2 separate regions of the Gossypium hirsutum genome follow, and region 2 is linked to region 1. The links are chromatin contacts, called in public Hi-C maps. All regions are on one chromosome and are shown on one strand. The core of a region is the stretch at or near the end of the contact, and the rest is flanking DNA. Distances in the headings are between cores, read along the strand shown. Region 1 holds the start of LOC107946022 (boron transporter 1). Region 2 has its middle 5.3 kb from the start of LOC107946021.

Region 1 (5,421 bases), core at 1,101-3,600:
CTCAACCCATAAATAAGAGGATAATGTTGAACTGATGCGGAAATCCCGGATCTAGACACAAGAGAAACACAAATTAAAAATAAAATGAGAATAAATAAAATTAGTTAAATAATAATAATAATAATAATAATAATAATAATAATAATAAAAGGATAGATTTGCCCTATGGAACCCTTGGTTAACTTGTAACCAAAAACGCCAATGATTGAGCGACTCCCTACGAAACCCCTAGAAGAATAACATCTAGAAACACCGATGAACGGGAAAGAAATTTAAATATTTGTAACTCTGAAATACCCTCGAAAGTAACAAACTCCAAACTAAATAGCAAGAGAAGAATCACTCTACTCTCAAAAATTTGCCTCACACAAATTTGGAAAAAAACAAATACTCTCTTTTTATTCCTTCCCCCAATGTGTAGAAAGCAAGCCTATTTATAGGCAAATTACAAGAGTAATTGAATCCTAATAAAACTCTTTAAAATTATCTAAGAAAATAAATAAATAATAACCTAACCAATAAAATTACTTAACTCATAAGTGATGTGTCCCAACCAATGAGAATTAAGTAAATAATAATAATAATAAGATACATAAAAGATTAATCCACCAATTCATGGGCTTTCACTATTCCAAGATTGGTCCAGTGAATTGCATTTTCGTATTTGTCAACGTCACGAACATGATGACTTAAATTTGTAGCAACAAAGTCTTGGACAAAAGCATTCATCTTTGATTTTAATTGTCGTGCCTTGCTTCGAGTGATTGGACCACTAGGAAAAACAACTCCTTGAGTGTCACCTCCTTGGCTCGTATCACGAACCTACATCCTCTTGCATTGACAATAATGTCCATGTCAATCGAGCTAAAACTCAACCAGCTAAAAACTTTAAAACTTTATAGATCATAAATTTTAAATAGTAAATGTAACTTTATTAAAATTTAGTCATATTTAATTTTTTTTAAAAGTACAAAGATTAAATTAATTCGTTTAATAATAAAGAAACTAATTTATTCGTTTAATAATAGAAATTGAATCAAATTAATCTTTGTATTATTAAATGCAATAAATCCAAACTATAGTAGATTAACATTTAATGTTAAAAAAATGACATGAACACTTTTTTATTTGCAATTTAACTAAAAAATAATTTTATTTGTAAAACCGAGAAATTTTTTTAAAATATTAACTTTATTAGTTGTAGATAAATTTTTACTTTCTAACTTCAAATTTTAATTTATTTAACTCATTTAATAATAAAAATACTAATGTGACCTTATTCTTATAATGGACCAAAATTTGGGAAAGCCTTAATTTTGAAATCCTCAAATAATTGAAGAAAAGCAATCCATGATTGATAGGAAAAATGGTGGTTGTTTCTCTCTTCATTGTCTTATTTTTTAAAAGAAAAAGTCAACTGGTAGTGGCACTTTTTTTTTTTTGTGAATTTTAGAATACAGAAATTTTGATTATGGTGTGTAAAACTCAAAATCATGCATCTGATTAGACACAACTTGATTTGATTATGGAAGATGAATTTGAATTTTGATTTAATAATAAAAAGTCGATAATCTCGGTTTAACTCGAATATGAATTCATTCAACCCTAAATTAATTTAAATCTAAAAACATTTAAAATAGAAATGATATGAATTTCAAACAACTAAAACTAATAATTCGAAACGATCTTAAATCTATAATGACCTAATACAAAAAAACTAAAATCTCAAGGTTGAATGATTCGAACTCAAAATGACCCAAATTTAAATTGAGCTAAAATGATTCTAAATTTTTAAAATCTAAATCAAATGGATCAAAATTAATTTGAATCGATTATTCATTTAATATAACAATATAAGAGTGTCAATTGTTACAATATAGTATGGGTCCAAATGAGGATACTCTGAGCAAATTAGTCCATGCACATTTGCATGAGGTACATATGGCTCGCCAGATGCAGTTGTCTGGTTATTCTTTTAGCTCTGCTAATTTTTAATAGTAGAAACAGATTAATCTTTTTTACAGAAAGAATAAATTTACTCTTTAATCTAATATACCTTAATTAATTTATCTATTTTTTAAATAAAAAAATATAACTTAATATAGATAGCTCCATAATATAAAAGAAAATGAAAAGGCATACATAAAACTGTGCCAATCTAGGTGAGCCGTCAAACAAATAGAAAGTGAGGGTCACTTTCATTCCCACTTGACCCGCCTATACTTTGTCTGCAACTGCATTACTCAGGATTTTGTATTCAATATGAACCTTTTTTTTTTATGTTCATCTTTCTTACAATTATTTTAATATTTATTTATACTTCTTTTGTTAATATCCTGTAATAAAAAAATCAGTGAAAAAAAGTACTGACTAAACATTGGTCTGCACCTCACCAAATCTACCTATTAAGCATCTTTCAAAGCAGGCTTTATATATTTGTATCCTTTCATCTCCTTCCTTCAACACCCCCATAATATACAGTGCATCAAAAATCATTTCAAGCACAAAGGAAACCAAAAAAAGAAAAAACAAGAAACCCTTCGTTATAATCTTATTTCTTTTTATGTTTCAGCTGTTTACAGAACCTAGAACCATGTAATTTGGTTCTGTTTTGAGTCTTTGTGTTCATTATCTTTTGCTATAGCTTTTTTTATCTGCAGATTTCATCTCTCTCAACTCAAGTCATGTAAATTGCATATACATATATACATATATATAGCAGTTTAGGATCAAAGGAAGAGAGAGAAGTAAACGCCAACCATTTAGTGGTTTAGCTAGCAAAAGAAACTAACCATGGAAGAGACCTTTGTGCCTCTCAGAGGTATCAAAAATGATCTCAGAGGAAGATTATTGTGTTACAAGCAAGACTGGACTAGTGGCTTTAAAGCAGGCTTCAGGTACATACATACATGCATTCATACATATATATATATATTCAAAACATTATTAAGCTTTGTATTTATAGGCTTTTCCCTATATCATTTACAGGATTCTAGCTCCCACCACTTACATTTTCTTTGCTTCTGCAATTCCTGTCATTTCATTTGGTGAACAACTTGAGAGAAATACAGGTATTATATGATTTTAAGTCTTTTATATATATGTGTGTGTGTATATATATATGAGGCACCTGATCCACCATGTTTTTATCTGCAGATGGAGTTCTCACAGCAGTTCAAACCTTAGCATCCACTGCAATTTGTGGGATCATACATTCAATAATAGGTGGTCAACCATTGTTAATACTAGGAGTTGCTGAACCAACTGTCATTATGTATACATTCATGTTTGACTTTGTTAAAGACAGATCGGACTTGGGTCGGGACCGGTTTCTAGCCTGGACTGGATGGTGGGCTGTGTACCTCAGCTTTTTTGATCAAATAAGTTTGTTTATTATATTTTGTTGGGGGCTGCTATAATTTAATATAGTTGCCTGGCTTTTTTGTTTAATTTTGTAGGGTGTGTGTATGGACTGCAGGGTTGCTGTTCTTACTATCAATCTTGGGAGCTTGTTCCATTATCAACCGGTTTACTCGTGTCACCGGAGAATTGTTTGGTCTGCTTATAGCTATGTTGTTTATGCAGCAAGCTATCAAAGTAAGATCAATATTGGTATATAACATGATGAAAACTTTTATTGAATGACATAAATTAGGCTTTATAATGATAAATTTGAATTGCAGGGCCTTGTGGAAGAGTTCCGAATTCCACACAATGAAAATCCGAACTTGACACAGTTTATACCTTCATGGAGGTTTGCTAATGGCATGTTTGCTTTGGTACTGTCATTTGGCCTTCTTTTCACCGCATTACAAAGCCGAAAAGCGAGGTCATGGCGCTATGGAACGGGTTGGCTTAGAAGCTTTATAGCAGACTATGGTGTACCACTTATGGTACTAATTTGGACAGGAGTCTCCTATATACCCGCCGGAGATGTTCCGAAAGGTATCCCACGTCGTCTCTTCAGTCCAAATCCTTGGTCCCCCGGCGCTTACGAAAATTGGACAGTCATCAAGGCATGTTTAACTAAGTACACTTACCAATCAATACTATATATATACTCTGTCTCCTTACAGGACTAACAAAAACATGTAAAAAAAACCTGACAGGACATGCTGGATGTTCCGCTGGTCTACATTATCGGAGCCTTCATTCCAGCCACAATGATTGCAGTTCTTTATTACTTTGACCATAGTGTAGCATCTCAACTAGCTCAACAGAAAGAGTTTAATTTGAGAAAACCATCTTGTTATCATTATGATTTACTCCTTTTAGGATTCTTGGTATGTATTAAGTTCCCTCTATGTCTCCAAATTTCGCCTTTCCGATCAAATCCTTAACACGAATTTTGGGTGTTTGTTCGGTGGCAGACACTGTTATGCGGTCTCATTGGCGTCCCTCCGGCAAATGGGGTCATTCCACAATCTCCAATGCATACTAAGAGCTTGGCTACTCTCAAGCACCAGGTAATTAAATTCATTAAATTCTGCGTTTCATTCTTATGATTATCACAATGTTTTGCTGATAGTGATTTATGGTTATCCCGCAGCTGCTTCGTAACCGGCTGGTCACAGCAGCACGAAAAAGCATAAGCAAGAATGCTAGTTTAGGACAATTGTATGGAAACATGCAAGAAGCCTATCAACAAATGCAGACCCCTTTAGTTTACCAAGAACCTTCAACTAGAGTAAGATATTATTTAATTTCCATGATCCAATAAAAAGATATCATACTTTAAAAAATTCAGGGAGACAGCTGTGAATATAAAAATCCATTAATACTTTTAAAATGTTCACTAGCATGCTTGCTGCCATAATCATGCACGATATTTTATGATTAATTAATGAAATAATTTTTGTCTTAAGCAGGGACTAAATGAACTAAAAGAATCAACAGTTCAAGCTGCAACGTGTTCAGGCAACATCGATGCCCCACTCGACGAGACTTTATTCGATATCGAGAAAGAGATTGATGATTTATTGCCTGTCGAAGTAAAAGAACAGCGTCTAAGTAACTTGTTACAAGCTACCATGGTAGGCGGTTGTGTTGCAGCAATGCCTATACTTAAAAAGATCCCAACTTCGGTCCTATGGGGTTACTTTGCCTTCATGGCTATCGAAAGCTTACCGGGGAATCAATTTTGGGAAAGGATCTTATTGCTCTTCACGGCACCGAGTAGAAGATACAAGTAAGATAATTCATTAACTCATCTCTGTTATTTGCTTTTATTCGAGTTGAAATCGAAAGTTTCCTTTATAACCAAGAAAGGTTTCGGTTTCTTGCAGAGTTCTTAAGCAGAAACATGCAACCTTTGTGGAGACTGTTCCATTCAAGACAATTGCGATATTCACCGTTTTTCAAACTATTTATTTACTTATATGTTTCGGGTTAACTTGGGTACCGATAGCCGGCGTTATGTTT
Region 2 (5,421 bases), core at 2,149-4,648, 40 kb before region 1:
ACAACTTTCCTTCCACATTCAATATTAATTCACATATCAAATATAATTCACAATTTATACAAATATAACTATTATTTACATATAACTTACCTCGGATGCAAAACGACTATTTTTGTAATTTAGTCGATAACTTTCTCTTTTCCCCGATCACTTGCACTATTTCTTCTTTCTTGATCTATATTAACACAATTTAATACATTTTATCAATATTCCATTCAAATACAATTCATACACAACATTTTGACACATTTACATTTTTCCCCATAACTTTTCAAAAATTCCACTTTTGTCCCTAAGCTCGTAAAAATAAAATTCTCTAAATTCTTAAATTTCAAACTTCACTAAATCATATTTCATGCTCATAACGGGCCTCAATTTCACAAAATCACAACTTTATGCACACTTTACCATCTTTCACAATTTAGCCCTTTTTCAACATTTTTCATTGAAATTCATCTAGTAAAACTTGTAATTAACACTTCAAACATTCATTATCTAACATCACTAATCAATTTACAATTATATCATGAATGGGTCAATTTTTAAACTTTAATTTCATTTAAATTAAATAGTAGAAACATGAAATTCAAGCTTCAATAAGCATAAAAATACGAAAATAATTAAAAACGGGGCAAGAAATCACTTACAATTGAGCTTAGGAAAATCAAAACCCTTAACTATGGTAACCTGAAACTTTCGGCAGCAAGCTTCTGATTTTTTTGAAGAAGATGGACACTTATTTTCTCTTTATTTTGTCTTTTACCCAATTTGGACAAAAATGCCCTTGACCCATTACTTAGATATTTTTCTAGAAATACCCTTTTGTGTCCATAACACTAATTTATGGTCTAATTCCACATAAACACTTCCAATTTCATGCAATAATTCAATTAAGTCATTTAATCACTAATTAGACACACTTTGCATTTTTCTCAATTTAGTCCTAAAAATTCAATTAAGCACTAAAGCATTAAAATTTCCTATCCATATTTTCACACAATATTTCAATCAATCAGTAACTAATAAAAATTTATAAAATTAAACTATTTCACTTCGGATTTGTGGTTACGAAACCACTATTCCGATTAGGCCCTATTTCGGGCTATCACATTAAATGCATGAGTTTTAAAAATCAAAAGACAAACTTGATTTTGAAGATTAAAAAATGTTGCACCCTAACTTACTGGGTGTGATGTTTAAAATTCTTTGAAATAAGAATGTCTTAATTTTTAATTCATTCAAGGTAAAAAGTTTTCTCTTAAAATCTTTTTAAATTTTCAACACCAAGACATTAAACAATCAATTTGGTACCGATTTTGGGCGTTACGAGGGTGCTAACCTTTCCTCGTGCGTAACTAACTCCCGAACCTATTTCCTCAAATTTCATAGACCAAAATCATTTTTTTAAGGTGAGCTGATCACACCTCAATCAAGGATCGGTGGCGACTCCAATCTTTTTTAAAGTCGACAACTAAATTTTTATTTTCAAAATAATGGTTTTGACATTAATCTTTTGAAATCTGAAAAGTAAATAGACCAAATTCCTGAAAATAAAAATAAAGTGACTAAATCTCAAATGTACGAAGAATACATAGACTTAGATCATATTATAATTTTTTGCTTTTGCTATTTATTTTTTGGTGTAAACTACACTTCAAAAAATTATAAAATAATTACTGAAATATTCGAAAATTTAAATCATTAAATTGTTAAATCTTTAATGATAGTTGTTAAATCAATATTTATTATATATAATATAATATCTATTAACCACGTTATTTTCACGTGGCTTTTGAAAAGAAAGTCCTTTTTTTATCATTTATTAATTAAACTTATTAAATTAAACCTAAAATATTTGCTTTGAAAATAGTAAATTAAACTTAAGAAATTTACTAGAAAAACCTAAAACATAATAATTTAGGTTTGGTTAATTCATTAAAAGATAAAAAAGAATGACACCCAAAGCGTTTTTTTTAAAAGCCACATGGAAATTACATGGCCAATACATATTATAGATTATATATATATATATATATATGATAAATAGTGATATAATAGCTACATCAGATGTTGGTTAAAAATGTAATAGTTCAATGACTTAAATAAAATTTTTTGAATAGTTTAATGATTATTTTAAAACTTTTTGAAGTTGAGTGATTAAAATATAACTTTTTAAATAGTTTAATAACCGAAGTGTAAAACTTACTTACCTTGTCAGTAATTTACCTAATTTTTAAATTATATTTTTTAAGGAATGGATCATTTTAAACTATTTCTAAAATAAACCAGGCCAATAGATCCTAAATCTAGAAGGATGGACCACCTCACGCCATTGGGGCTGCTAATTAATTTCCTGAGAAAAACACTATTCAACAATTGTTGTCTTCTTCTTCATGGATTTCTCCACCTACTTTCTTTTAAGCACAAGGACTGTTCAACTAAAGTTATACAAAAAAAAAAGGCATAATCTTCTTGATTGTTTCAAATATATCAACAATTTGCAGTGTGATAACTTCATGAATGGTCTCTTGTCCATTAACCTTTTTCATTCACTATCAGATAATACAAATACTATACAACAATGGCAAGTACCACAAGCTTCCTGGTTAATGTGCCTACAAATTGTTAAAGACATAATTCATTTAGTAGGTAAAACTATGATGGATGCTTTTGTTTTAGGAGTTGGAGTACATTTTATCTTTGTTACTTAAAAAATGGATCGATTAGTTATTGTACGTTAGATCAAAAAGCAAATCGATCATTCTGTTAAAAATTTCATCTATTTTTACCCTTATTTGGTTCTTGTATGCAAGGGCGAATCCAAAATTTTTTTTAGCGGGACTTGAATTGAATTATAATTTTTTTGTGAGGTTAAACTGTACTTTTTAAAGGACCAAATAGAAATCTTTTCATTTTTAGAAGGCCAAAGTGTAATTTTACTATATAGTAACTTTTAATTCTATCATTTACTAGGGACTAAAAGGATAATTTTTCCATATGAGGGGGCATGGCCCCTAACCTGATGTATATGTGTTACGTCATGTGTAATTGTTTAGCTATTTCGTCAGTCATATTAAATTTTAATAGTAAAAATGAATGAAATTTTTAACAGAAGTTACCAATTTGCTCTTTGATGGATTAATTTACTCATTTCCTAATATAAAGACCTTTATGATACTTTTAGTAAGAATAACACAAACCAAAATTCTTATGATCGTATTCTAAAGTAGAATGCAACATCAGTTGTAAAGTTCTAGTTGCCATGTTTGGTCGATGAATAACAAGGAAATGAAAGGAAGGATAGGTGGGATTTTTGGTCGATATGCTGTAGCGTAGCCTGTCAATTTAGGGTTTTGAACCACGGCTTGAAGTTGAAGACTTTTCGATGGATTATGGACCTATTATAGAAGCCCATTAATGTAAAGTTAGACCAACAGTAAACGTCCGGGCTAAGACTGCTAAGCCTAGCTAGTTGATATGAAACCCCTTGTTTCAATTACAGGTATGCATGCCGGGCCGGGACGAGTTCAACTAAAAATTTAGTTTCATTTGTTAGGTCCGGACTTGGCCCAACCTAAAAAATGCGCCTAAAATTTTGCCCAAGTCCGACCCGAATAAAATTGTTAAAATCCAGACTCGACCCGGCCCGCCCATATTAATTTTTATATAATTTTAAAATATATATAATAAATAAAAAATAATAAAAACGTCAAAATAAATATTTCCCAACAAATTGAAAATAAATTTAAAAAATATGTATACTTAAATAACACTAAGGTAGATGCAACTTAACAAGCAAATGCCTCTAAAATAATAACAAAATTAACAATAAAATAAGTTTTATACAATACCTAAACAATAACAACAAAATAGTAGCAACATAATAGTAAAATTGTAGCAAAATAGGGAGAAAAAAAATAAGAAAATAATATAAAAAACAGATTTTTTTGGTCCTTTAGTGAATTCGGGCCGAGCCCGGGCCAAAATGCCTTACTCAAGGCCCGACCCGTTTTTTAAACAGGCCTTATTTTTTGTCCAAGCCCATTTTTCGGGACTTTAATTTTGCCCAAACCCTCCCACATTTTGGCGGGCATTCGGGCCGGGCAGGGTGGCTCGGCCCATGAACAGGTTTAGTTTCAATCACAATGTGAATTACAATATACTATTGCCTCCATTGTAGTCTTTAGACTTGATCATGGGTTGGATTACTCATCCAGACTCAAAGGCTTGTTCAAAAAGTGGGAGGATTTTGGAAAAAATATAGGCCCCAAAAATAAGGCTCGTTTTCTAAATAGGTTAGGCCTCATGCAAATTTTTTTTGACCTAAGTTAGGCCCAAATCACATGCCTATACTTTTTTTTGTATTTTTAATTTGTTGCTAAATATTTATTTTAATATTTTTAATGTATTTGATGCATTATATTTTTAAAATTTGTTTTTATATTAAAAATCTAAAAAAAATTATTACGATCAGGTCGGGTCAGGCTTGAGAAAAATTTAGGCCCATTTTTAGGTCAATTTGAGCCTAGGCCTAAAAAACGTGTCTAAATTTCTACATCGGCCTGGCCTAGCTCGGCTCGGCGTATGATCAGGTCTAGTACTCTTGTAGAAGTGCTTTTTTTTTCTAGTTTTATTATTACAAATATACTACACTTACAAGTACAATATAATAAAAAATACATGTCCGAGTAATTATAACTTGGAATCAAACCTATGCAAAGAATAGGCCATAGCGGACAAAGAACAGGATAAAACCTATCTATGCATATGTACATTTTTGGGAATAAGACCGACAAACAATGACTAAGCTAGAAAATTGTTTTAAGGGCGTAGAAATGAATAAAATTTTGGAGGGATATTTTAACATTATATTAACATGTAATTTTATAAAAGATGAAGGGCTATATAGATATTTTTCATTTTTGGGAGACTATGACAAGTACCATCCGCCCCTATCTTTACCTCTACCCACACATCATAATTGCAACCTATCCCAAACTTTTGTTTTAACCAACAACATTAAGACCTCATTAGCTAATCTTTACATAAGCTTAAAGGTAATGAACAATTTTATCTTCATATATATGTATTTCATTAACTATATTGTGGGAGAAAATGTTCCATGTAAATTAACTTGGTCACATATAACAAGTGTCATTATCCTTTCATGAGACGTTTTCTTCATAAAAATATTCACTTTTGAAACATACAATACCTCTTTATAGGCACTTCTTCACCAACTATAAAATGATATGATAAGCTTAAATTTCGTATATAATAAGATGTGAAGTGAACTGACTTGCTTTCCCTTTCTCTTTGATGGTTTCGTTTTTATTTTAAACAATAACGTAACCTTTGAGGATCCATTAATATCTAGCTTGCTGTTGGTACGAGGGGGCATGTTGTGCCATGAGGCAAATA

Evidence for each region. A called contact is a pair of places that touch in the nucleus more often than the background predicts.
Region 2: a contact with region 1 is called in a Hi-C map of leaf, with 3 times the contacts expected there. The contact joins the enhancer-like site here to the promoter of LOC107946022 in region 1. A contact is called at or near these places in 17 of 34 Hi-C or Micro-C datasets (anther, callus, cotyledon and 5 more).

The regions. Positions count from the first base shown.
Region 1 is chrD12:43,209,989-43,215,409 of Gossypium_hirsutum_v2.1, reverse strand. It overlaps LOC107946022 (boron transporter 1), which reads left to right and starts at 2,350. Exons shown (of 11, transcript XM_016880203.2): 1 at 2,350-2,897; 2 at 2,989-3,071; 3 at 3,157-3,349; 4 at 3,459-3,597; 5 at 3,684-4,016; 6 at 4,110-4,283; 7 at 4,371-4,466; 8 at 4,550-4,687; 9 at 4,869-5,188; 10 at 5,286-5,421. The coding sequence starts at 2,794.
Region 2 is chrD12:43,251,473-43,256,893 of Gossypium_hirsutum_v2.1, reverse strand. No RefSeq gene overlaps it. Among protein-coding and RNA genes, the nearest start is that of LOC107946021, 5.3 kb to the left of the region's middle. Within about 2 kb of position 3,398, at least 1 of the 9 cell types and tissues checked has an H3K27ac peak or open chromatin away from gene starts, as enhancers often do. A contact at or near this core is called in leaf, where this site is marked.